4 separate regions of the Mus musculus genome follow, and regions 1, 3 and 4 are each linked to region 2. A link is a contact called in public Hi-C and promoter capture Hi-C data. All regions are on one chromosome and are shown on one strand. Each heading gives the region's core, a stretch centred on a gene start, on an enhancer-like site or on the middle of the called end of the contact. The rest is flanking DNA. Distances are from core to core; before and after follow the strand shown. Region 1 holds the start of Lyst (lysosomal trafficking regulator). Region 2 holds the start of Mplkip (M-phase specific PLK1 intereacting protein). Region 3 holds the start of Tbce (tubulin-specific chaperone E). Region 4 holds the start of Arid4b (AT rich interactive domain 4B (RBP1-like)).

What was found. Promoter capture Hi-C pulls out the DNA fragments that hold promoters and counts their contacts. Hi-C and Micro-C count contacts between places; a contact is called where the count stands out from the background.
Region 1: a contact with region 2 is called in a Hi-C map of erythroblasts, with 5 times the contacts expected there. The contact joins the promoter of Lyst here to the promoter of Mplkip in region 2. A contact is called at or near these places in 1 of 39 promoter capture datasets (pre-B cells) and 1 of 484 Hi-C or Micro-C datasets (erythroblasts).
Region 3: a contact with region 2 is called in a promoter capture Hi-C map of pre-B cells. The contact joins the promoter of Tbce here to the promoter of Mplkip in region 2. A contact is called at or near these places in 3 of 39 promoter capture datasets (cranial neural crest, frontonasal cranial neural crest and pre-B cells).
Region 4: a contact with region 2 is called in a Hi-C map of B cells, with 9 read pairs. The contact joins the promoter of Arid4b here to the promoter of Mplkip in region 2. A contact is called at or near these places in 4 of 39 promoter capture datasets (cranial neural crest, frontonasal cranial neural crest, pre-B cells and 1 more) and 3 of 484 Hi-C or Micro-C datasets (B cells, CD4 T cells and uterus).

Annotation. Positions count from the first base shown.
Region 1 is chr13:13,589,077-13,591,776 of GRCm38.p6, reverse strand. Lyst (lysosomal trafficking regulator) reads right to left here and starts at 1,368. Exons shown (of 53, transcript NM_010748.2): 1 at 1,281-1,368. Gm30836 (a long non-coding RNA gene) reads left to right here and starts at 576. Exons shown (of 2, transcript XR_382086.4): 1 at 576-1,043.
Region 2 is chr13:17,694,026-17,696,725 of GRCm38.p6, reverse strand. Mplkip (M-phase specific PLK1 intereacting protein) reads right to left here and starts at 1,313. Exons shown (of 2, transcript NM_025479.6): 1 at 906-1,313. The coding sequence starts at 1,241. It overlaps Sugct (succinyl-CoA glutarate-CoA transferase), which reads left to right and starts at 1,961. Exons shown (of 14, transcript NM_138654.3): 1 at 1,961-2,087. The coding sequence starts at 1,994.
Region 3 is chr13:14,038,321-14,041,020 of GRCm38.p6, reverse strand. It overlaps Tbce (tubulin-specific chaperone E), which reads left to right and starts at 1,383. Exons shown (of 17, transcript NM_178337.3): 1 at 1,383-1,483.
Region 4 is chr13:14,062,369-14,065,068 of GRCm38.p6, reverse strand. It overlaps Arid4b (AT rich interactive domain 4B (RBP1-like)), which reads right to left and starts at 1,285. Exons shown (of 24, transcript NM_194262.2): 1 at 1,037-1,285; 2 at 190-244. The coding sequence starts at 195. It overlaps Ggps1 (geranylgeranyl diphosphate synthase 1), which reads left to right and starts at 1,581. Exons shown (of 4, transcript NM_010282.3): 1 at 1,581-1,863.

The DNA of each region.
Region 1 (2,700 bases), core at 119-2,618, 4.1 Mb after region 2:
AAGGGGGTATTTATCTGTTTATAAAACGTGTCTGGTCCACAATAGGTACTTAAACATCTTTACTAAATGCATATGCTCTATATGCAATTTATTGTCTGGGAAGTATTTTAATGGAAACTAAATAACAGAAACTCATCTCCCCCTTACGTCCTCTATCTTCCAAAGTCTCTCAATATCTGTATGTGTTAGTGTCAACGTGGATGACAGCAACGAGCAGCAGAAAAGTTACTTGCAATGCTCTGTAAATACAGATATCCCCTACCAATCAGCTACATAATAAAAGCTAAGAGCCAACATCTTTATTAGTATAAGGTTACTAGGTGTGGAAGTTAAAAGTAAAGGCAGACCAGCCAAATGCCTTTCAGGAAGAAAAAGCTCAAATTAATGTGCCATATCAACCTGTTAAACAAACCCTGGAGAAAATGCACAATGAATTTGATCCTTAAGGAAATACTGGCCAGAATTCAACACAAATGTGTGTTCTACACGAGTCAACACCTTAAAATTTTTTTCTCACACCATCAACTACCAAGCAAGAGCTGTGTCTGTCTGTCTCTGTCTCTGTCTCTGTCTCTGTCTCTGTCTCTCTCTCTCTCTCTCTCTCTCTCTCTCCATCAAGGATGTTTTGCTGTTTTGTTTATCCCTCTGAGGATTGGATGAGGACACTTTTCTTGACTCCCTGAGCTCCAACCCTCCATCATGAACCCTTGGCCTCCGGTGGCAGAGGAAATCTCCCTGGGTCACGTCCCTATTATATTAGCATCTCAGCCACCGCTCCAGAGGTGCGCGCGAACCACGAAGGGTTGTTTGCAGAGTCCCGCAGCAGGTGTCACGGGCAGGGAAGGGACAGCAAGGACTCCGAAGCACCAGGGTGGGGAATGACAGATGGACCCGCGGCGCGAAGTGAGACGCCCTGAACCTGTCAGCTCCCGCTGTCACCTGCTGGGAAGGACCGGGCAGGCTGAGGGTAGCGGCGGTCCGGGACAAGCGCTTCCCGAGGTGAAGCGCCCCCTGAGGACACCGTCCGCCGCACCAGCCGGCCGGTAAGTAAAGTTACTATGGGGTCCGCGCCGCCGCCACAGCCCTCGGGGCCCGGGTCCGCCTCAATCAGCAACTGTGCAGAGCTCAGAAGGCAAGCGAACCCCGGCCGGGCCGAGCTCCGGGCACCACCCCGTTCCCTTAGCGCGGCACGACCCCGCCCGGGCGGCCCGCCACCTTCCCGCCATGCCCCGCTGAGGTCGAGACCCTGACCCTCTAAAGGAGCCCGCTGCGGTCTTTACCTCCGCTCTGTGGTCCGCCGCGCGCTCTCGCCCGCCGGTGCAGGAGAATCCCGACTCACCAAGGCTGCCAGGCCAGCGTGAGCTCTCACCCCCGCCCCCTCAGGTAACCCGGGAAACCGGGAACACCACCCCCTTCCTCCCCCGCCCAGACCCAGACCCGCTCCTCTGCGCGTGCGCACCGTCCCCGCCTCGAGCGCCTAAAGTCCCGCCCCACCGGGAGGGCACGCTGGGGTCGCCGACGTGATGCGTGGAGAATCTCAGCCAATGAGAGGAAGAAGGCGGGACAAATGCAGCGAGGAGGGCCCTGTGCAGCTTCTCTGAACTCCACCCCTCCCGGCCGCATAAAGCTTCGTCCATCCCAGGCGATTCAGCCCCTAAAAGCGCAAGCCTAGTGTCTTCTTTCTACTGTAAACTCACGTTTACTGGGAAAATTACATCTTTGTTGAAGACTGTACAAAGTGACTGACTGTCTAGAACTTTACCATTACGGAGAGATGATGATCAGTAACCAAGATTATCTTGGACTATCTTTAGGTTCTTTAAAAAAACTGCTTATTACCAACCTTTGTAGCTGACCTAAGATCTTTGTGCCTGTTATGTAAAAAGTTTGGAATGTATTGTTAAACTTAGCCAACGACTGGCTTTTCAGCAGTGCTCAAAAGAAGAGTATCATCAGCTGGAGATTTTCCTGCTATGCTGTAGCCTACCTCCCCGATGTCCTTTCCGCTATATTTGGCAAATGTATTGATTTATGGTCTTTTGTTCTATGGCTATAAGACTGCGTGTAAACCTCTTTCACAGTAGAACATGTAATTCTGGGAAACCCGAATCTCTGTTACTAAGCACTATTCACTCAAAGTTGCCTCAGAATAAACTTTCTTTTGGTTTTTGTTTTGTTTTGTTTTGTTTTGTTTTTTCATGGACAGTATGTGCAATAAACTGTTGTCCTATTTTCTGTTGGAGGTCACAGGATTAAAAAAAAAAAAAAAAAACAAAACAAAAGACAAAAAACGGAAAGGTTCACCAAGATGGAAGCAGGGCTATCCTCAAGATAGCATTGGGGCCTGAACTTATATTTCTGTCAAACAGAAAGAGAGAAACTTGCAAAAATTCTGGGTCCAGGTATGATACCCTACCTAGCCCTGTTCAAATATGCTAGCATACAGTGGGCAATGTGACAAAGATCCTTGCTTAAAGCAAACTTTAGTCAGACTTTGAACCTTCTCCTTGGCCCATGTGCTATGTGTGCACATCTTTGTAAACTCTAGGTTTAGCAATCGCCAAGGCAGTTTAGCAAGAACCCACACATACACAATCACACCCTCCCTATCTACAAAATCTCTCAGTCCCCACCTTTGGTATCTATTCATGCTGGCCTGCCTTCAGCATGAATCTTGTGAGGTTGATGCTACCAACATTC
Region 2 (2,700 bases), core at 64-2,563:
AATATATTCAGTTGCAAATTTCTTTAATCTAGTGCTTTTAAAAATTACTAAAACCAATTGTATATTTCTCTTTTAGAAATGTCTGCTATCATCTTAAAACCTTTCAGTTTCTAATGTGATAACCAACCCTGCAGCTATTAAATACAAATAAACCCAGTACAAGCAGTGGTTCACTGTATTCACTTCTTGGAAACTTACTTTTTAACCTGATAGGCTTCAAATTTCTAGAACTTTTATATTGCATGAAAATTTTCTATTCTTATTAACTCCAACTCATAAGGATTCATATGGGTGAGCATATTCAATTTTGCAAAACCACCGAGATACAAGTTGTTAGCTACTTCCTGTCTTGTATTCACTCATGGAGAAGAGGGGAAGTTTCCTCAATTTCAAATTTTCTATTTTTCCTTCAAGAGAACTTTGAGTAGGTATAAATATGGCTCGAAATAAAATAATTGTTTCTTTTAAAAAAAGCAAGGATGCAAAAACAAGGGAGGGACATCTGTAGGAAAATGGCAGTAGACTACAGTCTAGAGGTGCCATACTACACAATAGGGAATCATTTACTGTCCTCCCCCTAGGAATCCAGGACAATTCACTGAAATAAATGACAAAAAACCCAAAACCAAATAAAAACCTCTGGGGGTGGGTGGGAGAAGAAATGGAGGATTAAAGAAGTTTGTATACGAATGTGGTATGCTGGCTGAGAGCAGTTTCTGTGGACAGAGAACTAGAGCTCCGCCACTTATGGTAGTCTTAGATAATTTCTTTACGCCTCAGGTTACTCATCTGCAAAACTGGGCCAACGTAGTATCGGAGGATTAAACAATCCACGGAAAGGGAATGTTTCGTATCACGTCTGCCATCACAGGAAGAGTTCGGCAAACGCTAGCTATTGTCTTTACCTGGGGGTAGGTCTGCTGCTGCCCTGGGGAGTAGCCGAACTGATGCTGGGACCCCGCGGGGGACCTGGAGTAGGAGCCTGGGTAGCCGCCCGGGGACGGAGACCCGAAGCGGGCCCCCGAGAAGTTGCCGCCGTGCCGCGGAGACTGGCTGCTCCCGTACGGCCTAGCCCGGGGCCCGCAGGGCGGAGTGTGGTGCGGACTCCCGTACCCGTCCCGCGGGGAGGGCGGCCGCGGCCCCCCGCCCAGGGCACCCCGGAAGTTATTTCCGCCACCCCAACCTCCTATCCCCGGGCTGGGGTACGGAGGAGTTGGGGGTCGAAAATTCGGTCGGTGCATATCAGGAAACGAAGCCGCAGAGCTCACACGCCGAACGCCTCACCGGAACCTCTGCGATCAACCGCCAGAAGGAAACTGGTATTCCTCTATTTATACACCCTTCCGGCTCCCAGCGGACTACCGCACCTTAGTTCCGGCTGCACAAAGGTTCCGATCTCACCAAGTTTCTGCAAGAGGGCAGGTAAACAGGTCACTCAATGGAAGAATGGTGGGCGTGTCTGAGAGGAGGAAAGACTGTAAAGGGGAAACTAAATCTCCGGCCGCAGCACGAGCACAGTCGTCAACGGTCTTCCCGGAGACCCCCAGTACACGAAGACGGAAGCGGAAGAGAGGAAACCGATCATCAGGCCTTATTGGCTGTGAGGGTGGGAGAGGGGCGTGCGGGTTCCGAAGAGGGCGGATCAGAGGGGTAGGGCCATCCGTCTTGGAGGCTTCCGGGAAGCAAGGAGTGAAGCGTCAGCCGGATTCGGGGGCGGGGCCATGAGCCAAGAGGCGGGGCCGAAGGGTGTGAGGCGAGAGACTCGGTTGAACAGGATCGTCCAAGGGGGCGGGGCCGAGTGAGACTGAGGTGGAGGCCTGGGCGGAAGCGGAGGGCGTGGTGGGCGGGGAAGAGTGCGAGGGCGACCAGGGGGAGGGTCTTTGCGGAGGGGGCGGGGCTGGCGGCGGGGCCGGGCTGGCTGGGGGGGCGGGGCTGAGGGGGCCTAAGGTCAAGGAGGGAGGTCGCGGGGCGCTCTCGCTGGGGTTGAGGGGCGATGCTGTGGATGCTGGCCAGGGCGGTGGCTTTTCGGAGACCCGGCCGAGGCCTGGCCGGCGGGAGGGGGCTGTGGACCGGCCGCCCGCAGTCAGGTACCTACTGACACTGAGCGCTCGGGCTCCCTGAGGGGAGCGCTCGCGCCTCGGGGGCTCCTGTCGCAGGGCTCATGGCCATGGTCGTGCCCTGCTTCTCTTTTCCACCCCTGGCTTCTAATCCCCCAAGGTTTGGTAACTTAGGAAACAGCACCTCCCGCCAAAAGCTGAGTTTTAGAAAGCAGACTGCTGCCTTGAAAACTTAAGCGAGCCTGTAGTAATTAATGCTGGACTTGAACCCTGCGTTTACGTTCTTGTAAAATGGAAGTTGACGAGGTTAGGAAGTAGAAACAGAAATTTAAAGGGGAAAAAAAAACCCACGAAAACATACCCCAAACTTAAAAATCTTGTAATTATAAAGAAACGGGATAATTAAAAAATGCTATCTTCTGCATAAGATACCTGTCTTAGACATTCCTGTAGAAGAGTTTTGTGGTCTTTCCCTAACTCCTTCAGATACTAAAATCAACTTGGGATTTTAGGACTCATCACATTAGACCGTGGATATGTGAGGGGGTTATTGGTTTAGATTTTTGTGTGTGTGAGTGTATTGTTTGCGTGTATGCACATGCACCATTTAACGTACCTGATGCCTTTGGAGATCAAAAAAGAA
Region 3 (2,700 bases), core at 134-2,633, 3.7 Mb after region 2:
ACTTGGGAGATATAGAGGAATGTGTTCTTGTGTAAAAGTATAAAAATTCAAATGATCTCTTCTACAGTAAGTCATTCAGGGTAAACTCAGTAAACGTTTCTGGGCCAAGATCACTTAAATTTGGTTCAGAATAGCCTATCTCTTTTCTAGCATGTGTTTTGTATCAACACTTCCTTGAAAAGCATGAAGTTACAATAAATGTGGAGATATTGGCATGGTGGGCCAAGCCTGTGATTTTAGCACTTGGTAGATGGAGGCAGGATATTAAGGAATTAAGACCAATCTTGACTTTGGTAGTTAGGTGACAGAAATCCGCCTGCCTCTCCCTCCCGAGTGCTGGGATTAAAGGTGGGCGTCACCACGCCCAGCTTGACTTTGGCAAGTTTTGAGGCCAGCCTAGGATACGTGAGACTTTGTCTCAAAACAATCAGCAGCAGCACCTTCATGAAATGTTGTCCTTGAAAAACGCTCCCATCTGAAGGTCTGTGTTTCTATTGGAGACTTGCCAAATGACAATAGTAGCTTAGCCCCTCCAGGCAAGAGTGAGTCATGTTCTATGACTACTGAGACGGTTTCAAACAGGAAAGGTTCTGGCAGCTTATTTCATCTTTCATTAACCACTGACAACAGATTCACTACAGGGTTCTCGTTCACTGCTGTGCAATAAAACAGATTTATAATTAATTATGTCTCCCAGCAGAGTTGTGCAATTCCTCTTGGATTGAATTACAGCACTCTTTTATTACTGTTTTCGTGGTGCTGTCTGGTCAAACTGACTTGGATCCAGCAAAGCCGGAGCTCTTCCAAGTAAGTTTTTGCCAGCTTCAGGTATAGCAATATGAGGGGTCACATTGCGATATGCTTATATACATAGCATCTTAAATTTGTTTTCAATGAAATAGTTACTGGCTTTTTAACATCTAAAAATAAACCAAAACACTCGATTCATAGGAACGTCTTGTTTAAAGTGGTGACTTACTTAAAACATTGCGTTTACTCTTGTTCTCCCTCATGCCTTAGCTGGTTAACTTTTTCTTTCCAGTTCTGGAGGGATCAACACTACACCTTTCTATGTAACTATGAACTCCCTACGGTGATTTAGTGCCCATAAGCATGAAACATTTTTGTTTTTTAGATATGAACCCCCCTCCGCTCCTCCCATCTCTCTTGCCTCGACCTTCCCAGTGCTGATTGTAATTGCCATGAGCCATCACGCCCAGCTATGAACTTTTAGTTCGCGTCTTGAATCAACTACAGTACGCAAAATCGACTGGTCCCACAGTCCTTCGGGGTTGCAGTTCCGGTGTCTACCTTACCAGCACTTCGCGACAATAGGGTTCGCGTTTGGAAGGGCTAAAGTGGTTTTCATCACTTCCTCTGCGGAGGTGGGACTTCCGGTCTCCAGATACTTCCGCCTAGAGCCGAAAGCTTCGTCGCTGATTGCGTGAGGGTCTCTGGGTGCTGACAGACCGGCAGAGGGAAGGTGAGCTTCGTAAGGTCGTGGAGCTGAGGTGGCGAGCTGCCCAATGGGGCTGGGTTGCCTGAGTGTGTGCTTTCTGCTCCGAGACTTCTCCGGTCGGCTGGGCCCCATTGTGGGCTGACCCAGCGGAAGGCTAGTGCGCCTGCGCCAAGCGCCTTCTGGATCCTCCCCACCCCTCCCCCGTTAACATCTGGGCGTGGGTCTCAAGTGATGCTGCCATCTCTTCCTTTTGACGTTTCTGGTGGACAGCGGTGGAGGGTGGTGGGAGGGCAGAGAGGAGTATTCAGATTTTTTTCCCTTTTTTTGAGGGGGATATTTTATTTACATTTAAAATGTTATCCCCTTTCCCGGTTTCCCCTCCGGAATCCCTCTATTTCATCCTTCCTTCCCCTGCTTCTTTGAGGGTGCTCCCCACCCACCCGTCCACTCCCACCTCGCCGCCCTGGCAGTCGCCTACACTGGGGCATCGAGCCTTCACAGGGCCAAGGACCTCACCTCCCATTGATGTTCAACAAGGCCATCCTTTGCTACATATGGGGCTGGAACCATGAGTCCCTTCATGTGTACTCTTTGGTTGATGGTTTAGTTCCTGGGAGCTCTGCAGGGTCTGGTTGGTTGATATTGTTCTTCCTGTGCGTTGCAAACCCCTTCAGCTCCATCAGTCTTTTTTTCTCTAACTCCTCCGTTAGGGATCTTGTGCTCAGTTCAATGGTTGGCTGCTAGCAGCTGCCTCTGTATTTGTTAGGCTCTGGAAGCGCCTCTCTAGAAACAGCTATATCAGGCTACAGTCTGCACACTTCTTGCCATCCACCTTAGTGACTGACTTATCTCACTCAGGATATTTTCTAGTTCATTCACTTGCCTAAGAATTTCATGAAGTCATTGTTTTAATAGCTGAGTAGTACCCCATTGTGTAAATGTACCTCATTTTCTGTATCAGTTTCTCTGTTGAAGGACATCTGAGTTCTTTCCAGCTTCTGGCTATTATAAATAAGGCTGCAATGAACAGAGTGGAGCATGTGTCCTTGTTATATGTTGGAGCATCTTTTGTGTATATGCCCAGGAGTAGTATAACTGGGTCCTCAAATAGTACTATGTCCAATTTTCTTACAAACCTCTAGACTGATTTCCAGAGTGGTTGTACCAACTTGCAGTCTCACAAACAATGAAAATGTGTGTTCCTCTTTCTCCACATCTGCTGTCACCTGAGTTTTTGATCT
Region 4 (2,700 bases), core at 36-2,535, 3.6 Mb after region 2:
TCGAAACACACAGCCTGTGGATGTTCGCTCCAGCTGACCCTGTCAGGGAAAGCTCCACACCGAGCCACTCCACACACACACACACACACACACACACACACACCTGCCTCTGCAAAACTCGCAGGCCTGCTACAGCCCCGACACTTCCTGAATTCGAAAGCCACTCAAACTGGCTAAGTGACGCCTTACCTTCATGGTGACTCTGGGGCCGCGATCCCCACGGCGACACCAGCTTCACCTGCACCTGGAGGGGAAACAAAGACACCGGGTCAGCACCACCGGCACCACCACCACCCCCGCCCCAGGCCGTAGGGGCGGGGGCGGCACCGAGCGGGGCCAGGAGCCCCGAGCAGGCACGCGCCATCCCACCGCCCCTACCGCCCCCACCGCCCGCCGCCCCATTGTCGCGACTCCACGGACTTTTCCCCCGTCCTCCACGATGACGCCATTTCTGTCAGAAGAAAACTCACAACAAGCCCAGGGTCCGGCGCGGCCTGAAGCGCGGCTGCGACCGTCCAAGCCTACGGAACCGCGATGCCCGGAGCCCCCGGACTGAGCCCTCGGTGAACCGGCGGGCCCTTGGGCTGCGGAGGCTCGGCCCCACAGCGTCCGCCCGCGTCCCGCCCGAGCCAAGGCCCACAAGTGGGAGCCGGGACCGGGCACCGAGGACATCCAGCTCCCAGCACGGCGGCCCGAGGCCGCCGGGCCCACGGTGCGGCCCGGGTAGGGCGGCTCCGGCTCGGCGCGGCGGGGGGCGGGGGTCCCAGGAGGCCGAGGCCCCGCTGCGAGCGCCGACTCAGCCCCGTTGCCATCTGCCCCGATGCGCGGCCCGGCCCGGAGCTTCCCCCATAGAAAAGAATGTCCCTACCTCGGGCACAGACGAGGTCTGAGCCCTGCGGCCAGAGCCCCCTGATCCGCCTCCCCCCACCCCCAACACCAGCAGGCCTGTGGGGAGAGAGAGCGAAGGAGCTGCGGGTCCGCCGGCGGCCGGGACTCCGGCTCCGACTCCTCCTCCTCCCGTGGCGGCGACTGGTACCTTTGTTTGGCGGCCGCTCCGGCTCCCTCGCGGGGGGAGGGGGGCGACAAAAAAATCCCTCTCGGACGGAGGTCCGGGCCCCGGTCTCACAGCCCTCCAGAGGAACACGGCGGCCGACCTTCAGCGGCTCCCTCCGGGCAGAAGTCCAGGCGGTGGCCGTCGCGGCGGCAAACTGCGGCTCGAGACTCTCCCTCCGCTCCAGCGCCCGAGCTCCTCACTCCGGACTCGACTGACGGGCAAACATCGCTTTCCCCCCTCTCTGGCCCCCCTGCCCCTTCTCCCCTCCCCTCGGCCCTTTGCCCCTCCCCTACCTCTTTCCCGGATGCCTCTCAGACGACCTAGGATTGGGTAGGATTCTTTGGAGCCCGCCTCTTCCAAGTTTCTATTGGTTTGAGCGATGCAAACAACGACGCCATTTACCCACCAGTTCTATGGAAACAGAAAGTTATCCCTCAATACTTTCTGGGAATTGTAGTCCAGTCTTCTAGGCCAATCGGTAAACTGACGGACATTAGAACTACCAAGACCGCAATGCCCACTTGCCTGCGTTCGACGAGAGAGGGGAGGGGAAGGAGGCGCGGCCATGAGGCAGAGGGGAGGTGGCATACGACGCCTGCGCAGTGTGATAGGGATGGCGTATTTTCTTGCACTGAGTGCTGCGGCGTCGCTGGCCGCTGAGGAGGGCAGAGATTTCTGTGTGAAATAGTGGGAGGGCTCCAAGGAAGCCTCTTGAAGAGCCGCAGTCAGAACAATAAATTGAGAAGTCGATGTGGGCACTGCTAGTCTCGTACCGGCGGCGGCTTCAAGTCTGAGATCATCGTGGAACCGTGAGCAACAGCGCGGTGGCAGGGGGGACCCGGATGGGGAGCGGGGGAGGGGGCGGTACGGAGGAGGAAGCAGTAAGGAGGGAGAGAGGACCCGGATGCTGACCCGGCTCGGAGTGACTGCCGGCCGGGTGCTGGGATGAGGGGAGGCAGAGGAGCTCGGAAAGAGTGGAAGGGCCACCGGTGCAGCGCAGGGAAGAAGCCCGCCTGCGAGCTTATTACAGCTATGCCTGTGTGGAGCCCTTTCTTTTCCTTCAGAGCCATCGCCCCCCGGGGCTTGGAGTCAAAGGTTCTTGCTATGCGCCTAACAGCTGAGCTCGGTGACCCATATCTGTGTCGCTAGTCTCAAGCCAGAGCCGGCCTATTTTAAAAAGAGAGAGAGATACTTTGCATGAAATTTTCAATATTGTATGAATGTTTGATGCTCAGAGTTCACCCTCTGAGATGTTAGAAGTCCTCATGTGGAAAGAGGGGATGTATAACTTCCTGAACGGAAGTCTAGTCAAAATGAAACCTGATAGGAGGACCTTTGGCTTCGAGAGGTATAGAAAGGTTTTCCTGAGAGTGTGAGAACTAAGCTTGACTCAAGAAGCCAGCCAGAGTTACTAAGGGAAGTCCCTAAAGGAAAGGAAACCTGTTTCAGGAAAAAGACTTCCCAGTAGGAAGAACTGAGGCCCAGAGAGGTGAGGTAGGAATTTTGATCCAGTACCCTGGAGACTGAAACAGGATGACCCTGTCTTCAAAAAAGGAAAAAAAAAAAAATTAAAAACAGTTTTTATCTGGTCCAATGGCCCAGTGAACAATAGGATATCTTGGATTCCTAACTTGAATTGCTAAAAT